Regions from separate parts of the Mus musculus genome. Here region 2 is linked to region 1. The links are chromatin contacts, called in public HiChIP or PLAC-seq maps. All regions are on one chromosome and are shown on one strand. Each heading gives the region's core, a stretch centred on a gene start, on an enhancer-like site or on the middle of the called end of the contact. The rest is flanking DNA. Distances are from core to core; before and after follow the strand shown. Region 1 overlaps Rpap2 (RNA polymerase II associated protein 2). Region 2 overlaps Evi5 (ecotropic viral integration site 5).

What was found. HiChIP or PLAC-seq counts read pairs in DNA pulled down with a chosen protein or histone mark.
Region 2: an H3K4me3 HiChIP or PLAC-seq map of the SCID.adh cell line shows a contact between it and region 1, with 12 read pairs. The contact joins two enhancer-like sites. A contact is called at or near these places in 13 of 39 promoter capture datasets (the 3T3-L1 cell line, 3T3-L1-derived adipocytes, the C10 cell line and 8 more), 6 of 15 datasets of contacts at CTCF or cohesin (CD8 T cells, the G1E-ER4 cell line, the NIH/3T3 cell line and 3 more), 141 of 484 Hi-C or Micro-C datasets (the 3T3-L1 cell line, 3T3-L1-derived adipocytes, the AML12 cell line and 89 more), 15 of 115 datasets of contacts at active chromatin or transcription factors (CD8 T cells, the SCID.adh cell line, T-cell acute lymphoblastic leukemia and 11 more) and 4 of 9 other capture datasets (adipose tissue, bone marrow-derived macrophages, embryonic stem cells and 1 more).

What each region holds. Positions count from the first base shown.
Region 1 is chr5:107,615,777-107,621,871 of GRCm38.p6, reverse strand. Rpap2 (RNA polymerase II associated protein 2) reads right to left here. Exons shown (of 13, transcript NM_144911.3): 7 at 3,696-3,731; 8 at 1,117-2,050. Among named protein-coding and RNA genes, the nearest start is that of A930041C12Rik, 15 kb to the left of the region's middle. Within about 2 kb of position 3,596, at least 7 of the 459 cell types and tissues checked have an H3K27ac peak or open chromatin away from gene starts, as enhancers often do. A contact at or near this core is called in the SCID.adh cell line, where this site is marked.
Region 2 is chr5:107,790,841-107,796,935 of GRCm38.p6, reverse strand. It overlaps Evi5 (ecotropic viral integration site 5), which reads left to right. Exons shown (of 20, transcript NM_001378824.1): 16 at 1,079-1,237. Among named protein-coding and RNA genes, the nearest start is that of Ube2d2b, 36 kb to the left of the region's middle. Within about 2 kb of position 3,450, at least 58 of the 459 cell types and tissues checked have an H3K27ac peak or open chromatin away from gene starts, as enhancers often do. A contact at or near this core is called in the SCID.adh cell line, where this site is marked.

The sequences.
Region 1 (6,095 bases), core at 2,347-4,846:
TGTTTCTTTTAGTTTAATCTAAGTTTTGGATGCCGTCTAATATTAATAGAGATTAATTTGAGATTTCAAATATGGGTCCAAAGCTAGGCAAAAATTCTGTAAAGATGCAATAAATTTCTCTATTTTTTTTTCTAGCTCCATGTTACCTCTCCAAATCTCTAAGTGCATTTTTAATCTTAGGGCAACATCACTTACAACTTAGTAACAATTATATGGTAAAAATAAGACTGTTACCCACTCTTTTCGTTATGCCATATGATTCGCAGATAGTACATATGAACCAAAGATACGAACTGCAATGTTACACAGTCCTTCCTTCCTTCCTCTCAGCATGCACTCAGCCTTTATGTATGACTGTGAGCCAAGTTATCAGTTATGTGACACACTCTGAACAAGTGAACAATGCAAGTTCTATTTACAGATAAGTAGCATCAAAGAATTAACTTTAAGAAGCTAGCAGATGACAGAGCAGATATTCAATATCTATATCCATTTCTTCCCAGTAAGTTCCTTTACTGAATTTTCATCTGTAACATTTCATCTTGTAAGCTTGTGAGGTGTTTTGACATGTGTGTGTGTGAATTCACAGGCGTGTGAGCTTGTGAGGTGTTTATACTCGTGTATGCGTGCATTCATGGGCATGTGGGGGCCAGACATCAATGCTGCTAGCAGTCTTCCTCTATCGCTTCTCTACTTCAGCTTTTAGATATAGTCTTTTACTGAACTTGGAGATGTCCCCTTAGACTGGCTGATCGGGGAGCCCCTGGAATCCACCTTCTGGCAGTGCCTAACAGATACATCCAGTGGGTAAGCTGTGCTTAGCTTTTATTAGTGCTAGGAATCTGAACCCAGGTCCTCAAGCTTCCAGTAAGCCACCCCCAGCCATATCTGTAACATTTCAAATGGACACTGCAATTAACCTAGAGAAACATCTGTCTAAGTAACCGACCTACTCCACTGCAGTCACCTAGAGAAACATCTGACTATCTAAGTGACCGACCTACCCCACTGCAGAGCGAGAGGCTCCCAGGTCTGCTCTGCAGAGTTCTCTCAGTCTGAGCAGCCTGAAACACCCATCATGAAGACATCATGAAGACACCCATCATGAAGACATACCTCTTTAGAGTCCTGAGACTTGGTAGTGTCTTCATTTAAAACACAGCGCCCTCTGTAGAACTCCCTGACCCTCAGGTTCAGCATCTCCGTTTCCTTTTTCAAGCTCTCATAACTTGGCAGTGGCTTAATGGCTGTGTCTGAGCCTCTAAAGGGCAGTGTTGCATCTAGGGTGTTCTGAGCTTGACTCAGGGCAGGACCACAACTACCTGGGTCACAACTTATGTCATCTTCATCAAGTTCTTCATCAGGCTCAGAGGCTGAAGAGGGTTTCAGACACACAGAATCGTGGTTCTGGCCATATAAAAACTTCAGTGTTTCTTCTGTCTTCCATTCAGTCAGAGTGTCCGACAGAACTCGGAGTAAATTTGCCTTCGCAACCTCAGGACGCACGTGTACCAAACCAGAGGCTGACCCAGAACCTGGATTTGACTTGGCAAATTTGCTCCTGAAATGCTCAGCACTCTTCTTGCTTATGCCTACAAGCGTAACTTGTGATACACCGTGTTTATGTTCAGAAATGGCTGAAGTGTTAAATCTGTCACACAAAGGGCCAGGTGAAGAAATCTGAGTACTTTCTTTCTTTAAAGGACGTTTACAAGTGGCCACTTTCTCCTGACTATCTAATCTGCAATTATCCAGCTGCTCGGTAACCTCTGACACGGTCTGCTCTCCCTCCTTGGAGTCCACGTTCTGAGCAGCCTTCTTTCTCATGATGCTGCTTTTTGTGTGCGGCTGCGGTCTTGTATCCACTGCCTTTGGTCTGTTTCCTGGTAGAAGAGAAGAAACAAAGCCTTGCTCCTCCTCATCACTGGCTCGCTCACTCCAAGAGCTGGAAGAAGCAGGGTCACACTGCGCCTCCAAGGCGCCGGAACCGTCAACATCTGCTGCTGTCACGGCATCTCGGAAGAACTGTACTACTTCTCCAGAACTGCCGCTGTACAAGGAGAGACCACCAAAACCATGTCAATGGAGACAAAGCTTCCCACAGGGACGCTGGGAATTCCCACGGTAAGAATTTCTGTCCCTCAGAAACAGCCTTACATTTTATACTCTCACACTGACATTTCAGAAGGCTTTCATTTCTCCATATTTAATACACATTTGACAGAATTCTTTTCCAGCTTTCCTTTGCCTTTTCCTAACATTTTACAATTCTTAAAGCAGTATAGCAAACACCATAACCCTCTAAAGACTCTATCCTACTCAACAATTTTGAGTTTTGCTTGAAAAAATAGTTAATATTTTCTTGTTCTGGCTGACCATTATACAGAAATTTTCATGTAATGAAAAAATACAAAAGTCATAACGAAAAATGAAGTTGGCACATCAACATAGTTCAATGAGAGATATTTAAATCTGAGCGCTCATGAATGCAAACAATAAGATAACAGCTGTCCCATGGTTGCACATTTTGATTTTCAGATTCAGTTTCAATCACATTAAGAATTCTGAAGGAGCAAAGGCAAAGCAGAAGTTCCTCCAGCTCATGTTGAGACAAACAAGCACCCATGAGCACTCAGAGTTTGAGGCCTAGTCTAGAAGCACATGGTGGGAAGGAGTGAAGGCCAAGCTAGACAGCAAAGAGCTGAAAACAAGTCCTAGTGGGACACAGAAACTCATCAAAATTTCCAAAATTCCAGGATCACATATATTTTTTTTAACCAGACTCTAACCTACATCATCAGGCAAGTAACTTTTGGATAAGAAGAAAAGAAAGTTTAACTTTAAGAAACTAGATTACAGGCTAGAAAGACAGCTCCGCAGTTAAGATCACTTGCCCTCCCAGAGGACCTGGATTCAATTCCCAGCACCCAGGTGGTTCACAACTGCCCTTAACTTCACTTCCAGGGATTCAACACCATCTTCTGACCTCCCTGTGCCCGCTGGACAAGCATATAGCAAATCGACATACATGCAGGCAACACATATAAAAAAATAAATGAAAAGCTGAAAGAAACTTTCATAGTCTTTATATCCCATTCTGTCTCTTGAGGTTTAAAGCAATGACGTTTTATACTAGGTTAAAGCCAGAAAGGTGTCCATCAATAAACAAGGATCTCTTATTTGTACTCAATACCCTGTGACTAAGGCAGTGATTAGCAACCAGGGACATGTGATCTGAGAGTGAAAGGACCTGTCCTGAGAGACGGCTGGAGCTGAGCAAACACCACCATGAAGAGCTGTGAGGTGGGACTGGCAAAACCAAAAACCAAAAATCTATAGTCTGCGCTTCATATTGATATGTAAGATATTCTTTCAAATGATCAACACATTAATATCTTAAAATCATATAAAACAAGACCATAAAACCCTTTCTCCAAATACAATTGGCACGACCTCACCAACAAAGGAGTGGTGTCTGAGAGAGAGGCTATGTTTGTGTCTATTTCAACAGCTTCAATTAGACTTCCCCAGTGGGACAGCTGCACGATAAATCAGACAGATCAAACAAATCATCTTTCCCTCACAAAGGAAAATGGTGAACGTGTCACACGTTTCTTTGTAGCACACAAGCACAGGAAGTCCAGGCGATCACACCACCTGGCCCACTCAGGTCAGTGAAACTGACTGGAACGAACCTTTGTCCTTTCTTCAGCAGCTGAAAGTCAGGAGGCCTGGAACAAAAACACAGAGAGAAGAAACTGAAGGCAACTGACCCAGCTTGCTTGAGTTTACTACAGCTGTACTGCATAACAAATATAATTAAAGGAGTATTTCAGATGAAGATTTCTTTTTTCTTCCTTAAGGAAACAAACGAAAAAGGGGACAAAGTACTGTAAAATACATGCACAAAAATCTGGATTTGGTGGTTTTGTTTTTTACTTAAAATTTACTCATTTTCAAAACTAAGTTCAAATTCCATGCACACAGTACCGCTTCCCTTGACAAAGGTAAAATCACTCTGCTCCCTAAATTGTAGTCACTGTGAGCTCCAGTCAACATGGTTGTCAGGTTTTCTTTATTGTCAGAACTGTTATCTACGTGTTTTACTTTACACATGCTTAAGCTGGGTTCTTAACTGATCCACCAGCTCTTCAGACAGAGACTATATTGTAATTCTCATCTGGTCACCCTAACTTCTGAGACAGCCATGATGTTAAACTGTGTTCGTTTTGGTTTTGAAGGCCTTGAACTCATAAAGGCCCAGTGCTGGGAGGAAAGGTGTCACCACGCCTGGCTTTTTAAAAAGGTGTTTTGGTTACATAAATATCTGTGTCCTGAGTGTGTGCCTGGAGAAGTCAGAAGAGGAGGTCAGACATCTACAGACAGCTGGGAGTTACATGTAGTCATTAGGATGTAAACCAGGATCCTCTGCAAGAGCAGCAATGTGCTCCTAACCACTGAACCACCTCTTCAGCCCCTGCACTGATTAACTTAGCCCTGAACAATGTGGGTATACATTGTTTGACCACCATGAACACTGAAAAGGCAAATACAGGGCTGGAGATGTAGTTCCGTTGGCACAGCTTCCCTAGCATACTCCATTGCCAGCACCACATTAACCAGGTAGTGGGCGATGGAGGCAGGAGGATCAGTAGTAGCAATGTAGCAGTTTCCTCTGAGAGAAACATTCCATCCTGTAGCGAACTTCTCAAACTAGATGATCAACAGCTCAAAACAGAAGTCCCTGAAACTGACCAGATTCACCAGGTCTCTCCCTGCTTAAAGGTAAATAATGAAGCCTGGAAGAGAGTCACTCTCAAACAAACCAAGCTGAAATGAATGCTATGCTATGGCAGACCAGAACAGCTGCCTGGAAGAAGCAGAGACCAGCCCAGCTGCCTGGAAGAGCTTTAGAATGGGTCACCTGGAAAGGACACTTTCCAACTTGTTGAGCCTTCTCCAGGTTCCTGGCTTCTGTGAGCTGTCACCCAAGCAGGAGTCAGCTTTGGTAATGGAGCTGATTTTGATCATTTCTGCTCGTGTTAGTAACCCTCACCCACATCTCTGTAATAATACCAATAAGACACACTGGGTCACTGTTTGACTTTGGTCTGTTCTGGGTTCCCTAGCTGGGATGTACAGTAGGATGTGTGTTGTGTCTCCCCAGAATGTCTTGTCACAGGGTGACAGAAGTTCAAAGCCAGCTGGGGCTGCTTCAAAGGAAAAAGTGGGGCAAACAGGGGGACAAACATGACAGCCAGTGAGTCCATGAGGACAGAAAAAAATTCAGAGTACCTATGAAGGAACTACAAAGAGGCTTTCTTTTACAAGTAATTTTTGTGTTGGGGCTGGAGAGGTGGCTCCGTGGTTGATAGCACTGACTGTTCTTCTAAGACCAAGATTTAATTCCCAGGACTCACATGTCAGTTCACAACTGTTTATAATGCCAAGATCTTACACAAATACCCTCACACAAACATATATGCAGGCCGAGCACCAACACGCCAATGCGCATAAGAAAAAAAGAACAGAAAAAAAAATGTAGTTTTTATGGTGCTAGATTTTGAACCCAGGGCCTCATGCACACTCGGTAAATGTTCTACTATTTAAGTTCCTTCCACAATTTAAGAAGAACCTTTAAGCACCAAATAAACAGAAGAAACAAAAAGAAATATAAAGGTCTAGAGGCACAATACAGAGACATCAAGCCACCAAATGTAAATCTTATTTAATGACCCAAACAAGGGTGTACTAGGGGGTTTTAAAACTGCAAAACAATTTTAAGGCCAAGAACAAAACCCCCAAACTTTTTAAATTAAAGTGAAGCTAATGTACAGATGAAACTAGAACTTACTTGAATTTTGATGTTTCAAGACTGCCAATTTAAAACGTCAGGCCCAAGTGTCTCCCTCTACTGTGATCACGGCACTGACTAGCTAACTCCCAGGAACGCCTGTACTTGGTTTAGTGCAGACACAGGAGGCACTGCAGGGATGGCTCTCAGCCCTCCTGTCCTTGAAGATGGGAATTACGGCTGACTTAGGCAGTCTTTCCTACTACATCCTTCACAAGTTCTTACCATCACAAAGCACAAG
Region 2 (6,095 bases), core at 2,201-4,700, 180 kb before region 1:
GTAACTTATGGTATAGAAATGGAATTTATATTTTTGGTTGTGAACCTAGCCTTTAACTGCTGAGCCATCTCTCCAGCCCTAGAAATGGAACTCAGAGGGCAAGTTGATAGTCTATTCATTTATCAACCAAAGATTTTCTTTACTATTTGGAAAGTGTGAAACACCTGAAGGGGACGCCAATGATATATGTACATTTTTAACTTCTTTTGAAAATGCTTGTGACAAAATAAATGCTGCTTTAGGTATATTCCCACAAATGTATCTACTTGTGAGAGAAATTAGGGAAAGAGCAAAATGTAGCAATCTGTAAGACAGAGAGGAATGAGTTTTTAAAAAGTAGGTACTGGGGTGGTGAAGCGCACACCTTTAATTCCAGCACTTAGGAGGCAGAGGCAGTCAGATTTCTGAGTTTGAGGCCAGACTGGTCTACAGAGTGACTTCCAGGACAGCCAGGGCTACACAGAGAAACCCTGTCTTCAACCCCCCCCCCCAAAAAAAAAAAACCCTACACAGTTTCAGAATGGTGGACTTTGTTTGAATGGGGTGGGAGGGTTGGGGAACTGGGGGAAGGTTGAGAGGGTGGGAGGATGGGAAGAGAGAGAGATCTAGTAAATGTTGAACTTGGTCTTTGAGGGGTCCTGTGAGACGACTCAGTGCGAGGAGACAGTTGCTGCAAGGCCTCGGAGGACCTGAGTTGGGTCCCCTGGATTCACACTGTGAAAGAGAACTGACTCTTGCAGGTTGTCCTCTGCGCTCCATGTATGTGCTGTGGAGCATCCCCACCCCAAAACCAGTGATATGTGTAATATAATTTTAGAAGAACATGGCTTTTAAAAAATGAATTTTGAAAAATACCCAGGTTTGCAACAGTTTAAATTAAGCTGGGCATGGTGGTGTGTATCTGGAATCGCAGCTCTTAGGAGGCCTGAGACAGGAAGAGCATATGTCTAGCCAACCAGGAGTACTAATTACAAAGCAAAAGCGTCTCTTAGCAAACAGTGCTTACACACGTGCTCTGTAAAGTTTGTTCATCCTCTATAGAGTACTTGTTGCGATATAGTAATGTTTTATGCTTTAGCGTCACTTAGCTCGAACTTCTGGAAGATGGAAAGACCCACCCAAGAAAAATGCTGTGAATGAGTTACAGGATGAGCTGATGAGCATTCGCCTTAGAGAGGCGGAAACACAGGCAGAAATAAGAGAGATGAAGCAAAGGATGATGGAAATGGAGACACAGGTATGGCGGGCAGGCCCAGGTGGGTGGAATACATCTCTAGATCCAAGTCTTACACAGTTGTTTTCTCAAAAGTAACTGACTATAAAGTTAGGAAGAGTGAAAATGTAGGTTTTAAATGCGAAGTTTGAATGCCATGCCACTGTGTTTAAGGGAGTGGTAAGTGAATGAGGTTCACGGTGGTGTAATCCTGAGAACTGACATAAAAGCTGAGGTCTAGACAGTAGTTTCTAGTCCTCACGCAGACAGCTAAAACCTACCTATTGCTGTCTGCTCCTGTTCTTTTAAGACAGCACCTGTTACCAAAGCGGGAGCTCCAGCAATGCACCATTGTTGTTGTTGTTGTTTGTTTCAATTAAGCTGGCTGGCTAGCAACTTCAGTCTGTCTGTGTAACCCTAGAGTTATAAATGTGAGCCCACCTTTCATATGAGTGCTGGGGATCTAGACTCAGGTCTCCAGGCTTATGCAGCAGGCGCTCTCACTGGGCCATTGCGCCAGTACTGTTTGCTTTGTTTTAGCTTTGTTTTTGTGGATTATTATTATTATTATTATTATTATTATTATTATTATTATTATTATTATTGAGACAAAGTTGTGCTATATCCCTGGCTGGCTTGTCACTCACTCTGTATCCTGGATTGGCCTCAAACTAATGACAGATAATGCCCCAGCCTCCCAGTGCTGGCATTATAGGCAGAAAGATTTTTTTTCTTCTGAGATACAATCTCTGCTTTGACCCTTCAATAAAATTGAAACAAGTTAGACTTTTGGGCTTATTAGTAAAACTCATAGAGTTGCCTTATTGCACAAATTAAGAAGGAAAATTTATGTAGAGCAAGATTCCTCAACTTGAATATTTTTTAAACGTTTGAGCAAGAAATTATTTGTTTTATTTATCTAGCCTGTGCATTATAGGATTTTTAGCAGCATCCTGGCTCTGCCTACCAGATGGTTTTCTGTGTAATGGCTAAAACTGTCTCTATACATTTCCAGTAGAGAATCATGTGTCTGCTACAATGTGCATTCTGCCTTTTCAAGTATGATCCTGAGTAATTAAGTCTCCTAATGTTCCCTTTTCTGTATTAAATGCCTATCTTAAATATATTTGGCCTAAGATGTGCAAATCATTTTGTTTATAAAACCTGTTGTATTGTAAAGGTAAGTTTGGCTTTTTTGAATTACATTCTTCTGAGCTATATTTCACATAAGGTTGTCCTGTGGGATCCATGGGGCAGATTACAGAATCTCTGCTAGTACTGCAATCTTCAGGTGCTCAAGTTCCTTAAATAAAATGGTTTATTATTTTTATATAATATTTGTAATAATATATGTATATGCATTCTCCAGTATACTTTAAACCATCCTTAGGTACAAGGCCTAATATAGCACTAATAGAAATAATTTTTACAGTATACTGTTTAGGGAATAATAAATGTCTACACATGTGCAGTACAGATACACTTTCAAAAACTTCAATCCTTAGCAGTGTGAATTCATGGATACATAGGAGGGGTAACTAAGCATGTGATTGGTTTTCAGAGGATCTCTTCAGTCAGTAGGGGGCATAGTCTACTCATGCGGCACTTTGTATCTCAATGACATTCCATGTCAGGCACGAGATAGTGAATAAGCAGTTCTTAGGATAAACATAGCTTGTTTCTTATCATCTAATTACTTTCAAAAAGTTTTATTGAAATTAAAAATATGAAAGAGGCTAGAATTAGGAAAAGTAGAAATTAGATTTTATAGTGGAAAGTTTTATTTTATGAGCAAAATTCATTTATATCTCTACGTAAGCTTATATATGATTATGACCCATATATATATCTCCTATCAGATAATTCAATTTCTGTGTCATCCTAAGGCTGATTCTGCACACTGGTTGGTCTCTTGTTATGTACTTCTGTCTCTCCTTGCTTTGTCACATGCTTTGTAAATTATTGCACACATTTTCATGTGCCCCAATAAGTGTACACCAAGAAAGATTGGTTATCTTGAAACAGACATCCATAGTATGGGGAAGGGGCTAGATAGCAGCAATTGGGTATCTTGTATAGGGCAATAAATAACTAAGGTAAATAGTTTTTGTGCCTAGCAATGGGTACATATTTCCCTCTGCCAGGCCTTTCATGTGGCAAGTTTGAGTTAATACTGTCAGATGGGCTGAGCTGAGTTTTGCTCTGTGGTTATGCGAAGTGCACTTCAGGGTTCAAATTCCTTTGGCATTACCTCATTTTCAGAACGAGGGCTGGTTTCCCAGACAGCTTTTGTCCTGTCTGTATTCTGTGTCATATCCTAGAGTCGGGACTGGAGTCAGCAGTATTCCTCTATTACTGTTGCAAGGAATTAGAGGGGCAAGGGTGTTTTCTGATAATCCTCAGCCTTAGCCTCCATTTTGTTTTTGTATCAGAGGTATTTGGAAATAATTGCCTGGTTAAATGTATTCTAAAGGCAGTAATTATATCTTGATTTTGAACAGGCCCTCAGAAGAACTTGCTGCGTTCATGCATGTTACATATTATTTCGTACACAGCTTGTAAGCCTCTGGGTGATTGGGTGCCGCTGTGGTCGTCTGTGCTCAGTGTTCATTTGATTTGGTCTTTCTAATCTTCTGTTTATTCTGACTGCTGCATCTTTCCTTCCTTTCCTTCCTTCCCCTTCCCCTCTTCCTTCTTTGTTGCCCAGGCTGGCCTCAAACTCATGATCCATGCAATAGCTAGGATTATAGGTGTGTGTATCATTCCACTTGGCTTTCTCTGACTTCCTGAAATTGAGGTTGCCTTTATTCTTATACGAGCACTTAATTGAGTAAAGTTTTGTAGGCTGAAAACAATCTCTAAAGCATTACATATTTGCTGGAAAGTGCCTTCATTCTCTTTCCTTCATATATACTGTGTTTTCCTTGACTTGCATATTTCGTTAGCACTCTGAACCTCTTCTTACTTTGGGTCATGGTTTCACCAAGTCACGTGGACTTGCCTTGACTTCACAGCATAGTCCAAGTTGGCTTGGAATTTGTGATCCTCTTGTCTCAGCCTCCTGAGTAGCTGGGAATATAACCTTACCTAACTAGGCCTAGACTTTGCCCACTTTTTTTTTCTTTTCTTTTCTTTTCTTTTCTTTTCTTTTTTTTTTTTTTTTTTTTTTTTTTTGTGGCAGGCAGGGGAAGAATAAAATTTTCTCAAATATTAATGGACCTTAACATGGCTTTTTAAAAATGCTGAAAAATTGGACCTTCTTTTATTTTCTGTGTCTTATACATTCTTTTTCAACACTAATATTTTTCAGTATTCATGCCTAATCTTATATTTAATCCTTTCATTGTGTGTGTTATGAATATGTACATATTTGTATATGTTTGGGTGTGAGTATGGAGGCCAGAGGTTGACTTGGGGTGTCTTCCTGGATCACTGTTCATGTTATTTTTTGGGACAGGTCTCCCTTTGAACCTAGAGTTCATTTATTGGCTAGGATAGGTGCCAATGAGCTCTAGAGGTCGTTATCTCTGTCTTCCCTTGCTGTTTGCACCCCAGTGTTGGGGTTACAGATATGTGCCACTATGCCCATCTTTTATGCTGGGTGTTAGAGATGAAAACTGAAGTCTTTGTGGCCATACACGACAAGCATTTAACTTACTGAGGTGTTGCTCCAGCCCTCATTGGATTCCTAGTATCAGCAGTTATATTGGTTTTTAGAAATTTTATTTGATTAGTTTTTAAATTTGCAAAATTTCAGAGACATGATGACACACCTTTATTATCTTTTAAAAGACTTATTTATTATATGTATATGAGCACACTGTAGTTGTCTTCAGACACACCAGAAGGGGGCATCAGATCCCATTACAGATGGTTGTGAGCCACCATGTGGTTGCTGGGAATTGAACTCAGCTCCTCTGGTAGAGCAGCGACTGCTCTCAACCACTGAGCTATGTCTCCAGCCTGGTGACACACATTTATAATTACAACATTCAGCAGGGAAAACCAGAATGGTTATGAGTACCAGACTAACCCAGCTACATACTAAGACAGTAGCTCAAAAATTAAAGTATTTTTGGCCAAATTCACTGTTCCACCTCCCCCTGCTCTGACTTTGAAGTGGCACTGTGTTCTTCAGGGTGGCCTTGATCTTGGGTCTCAAGTGCTGAGGTTTTGGGCCTGCCCTGCTCTGCCACTTCTGCACGGCCTCTCATGGCTCCTCTTCTTAGTATGCTTTTCTTCTTCCCTTTATATCTTTAATAATTTAAGCATTTATTTTATTTGAAGTCATAAAATTACCTCACTATGAGAAATTATTAGAATATACTCTTCTTTTTTGTCATGCACTGTTCTCACGCACAATTAAGTCTTAAGTTGTGGTTTTGTATTTCATTGTTGGAAAATTCTTTGCAGCCGTGTTGAAGGAACATCCCTCTGAAATAGAGTTATGTGCTTCAGTGGTAGCTCATAAGACAAAGCTTATAGATTTTTTTTTTGTATAAATGATATATTGAGGTCTAGAATTTTTAGTATTTCTAGCATTTTGAAGCAGGATCTCATGTAGCCCAGGCTAACCTCAAACTCACTACAAAGACAAAGCTGGTCTAGTACTCCTGACCTTCTTGCATCTACCTTCTAAATACTGGGATTGCAGGTGTGGGCAACAATGCCTGGCTAATGTGTTGGTTAAGAGTTTGTAATATTCTTTCGGAGAATTCAGGTCTTTTTCTTTTAAAGATTTTTCTTTTCTTTTTTCTTTTCTTTTCTTTTCTTTTCTTTTCTTTTCCTTTCTCTCTCTCTCTCTCTCTCTCTCTCTCTCTCTCTCTCTCTTTCTTTTTGTTTTTTTGGTTTTTTTTTGTTTTGTTTTGTTTTTTTTTGAGGT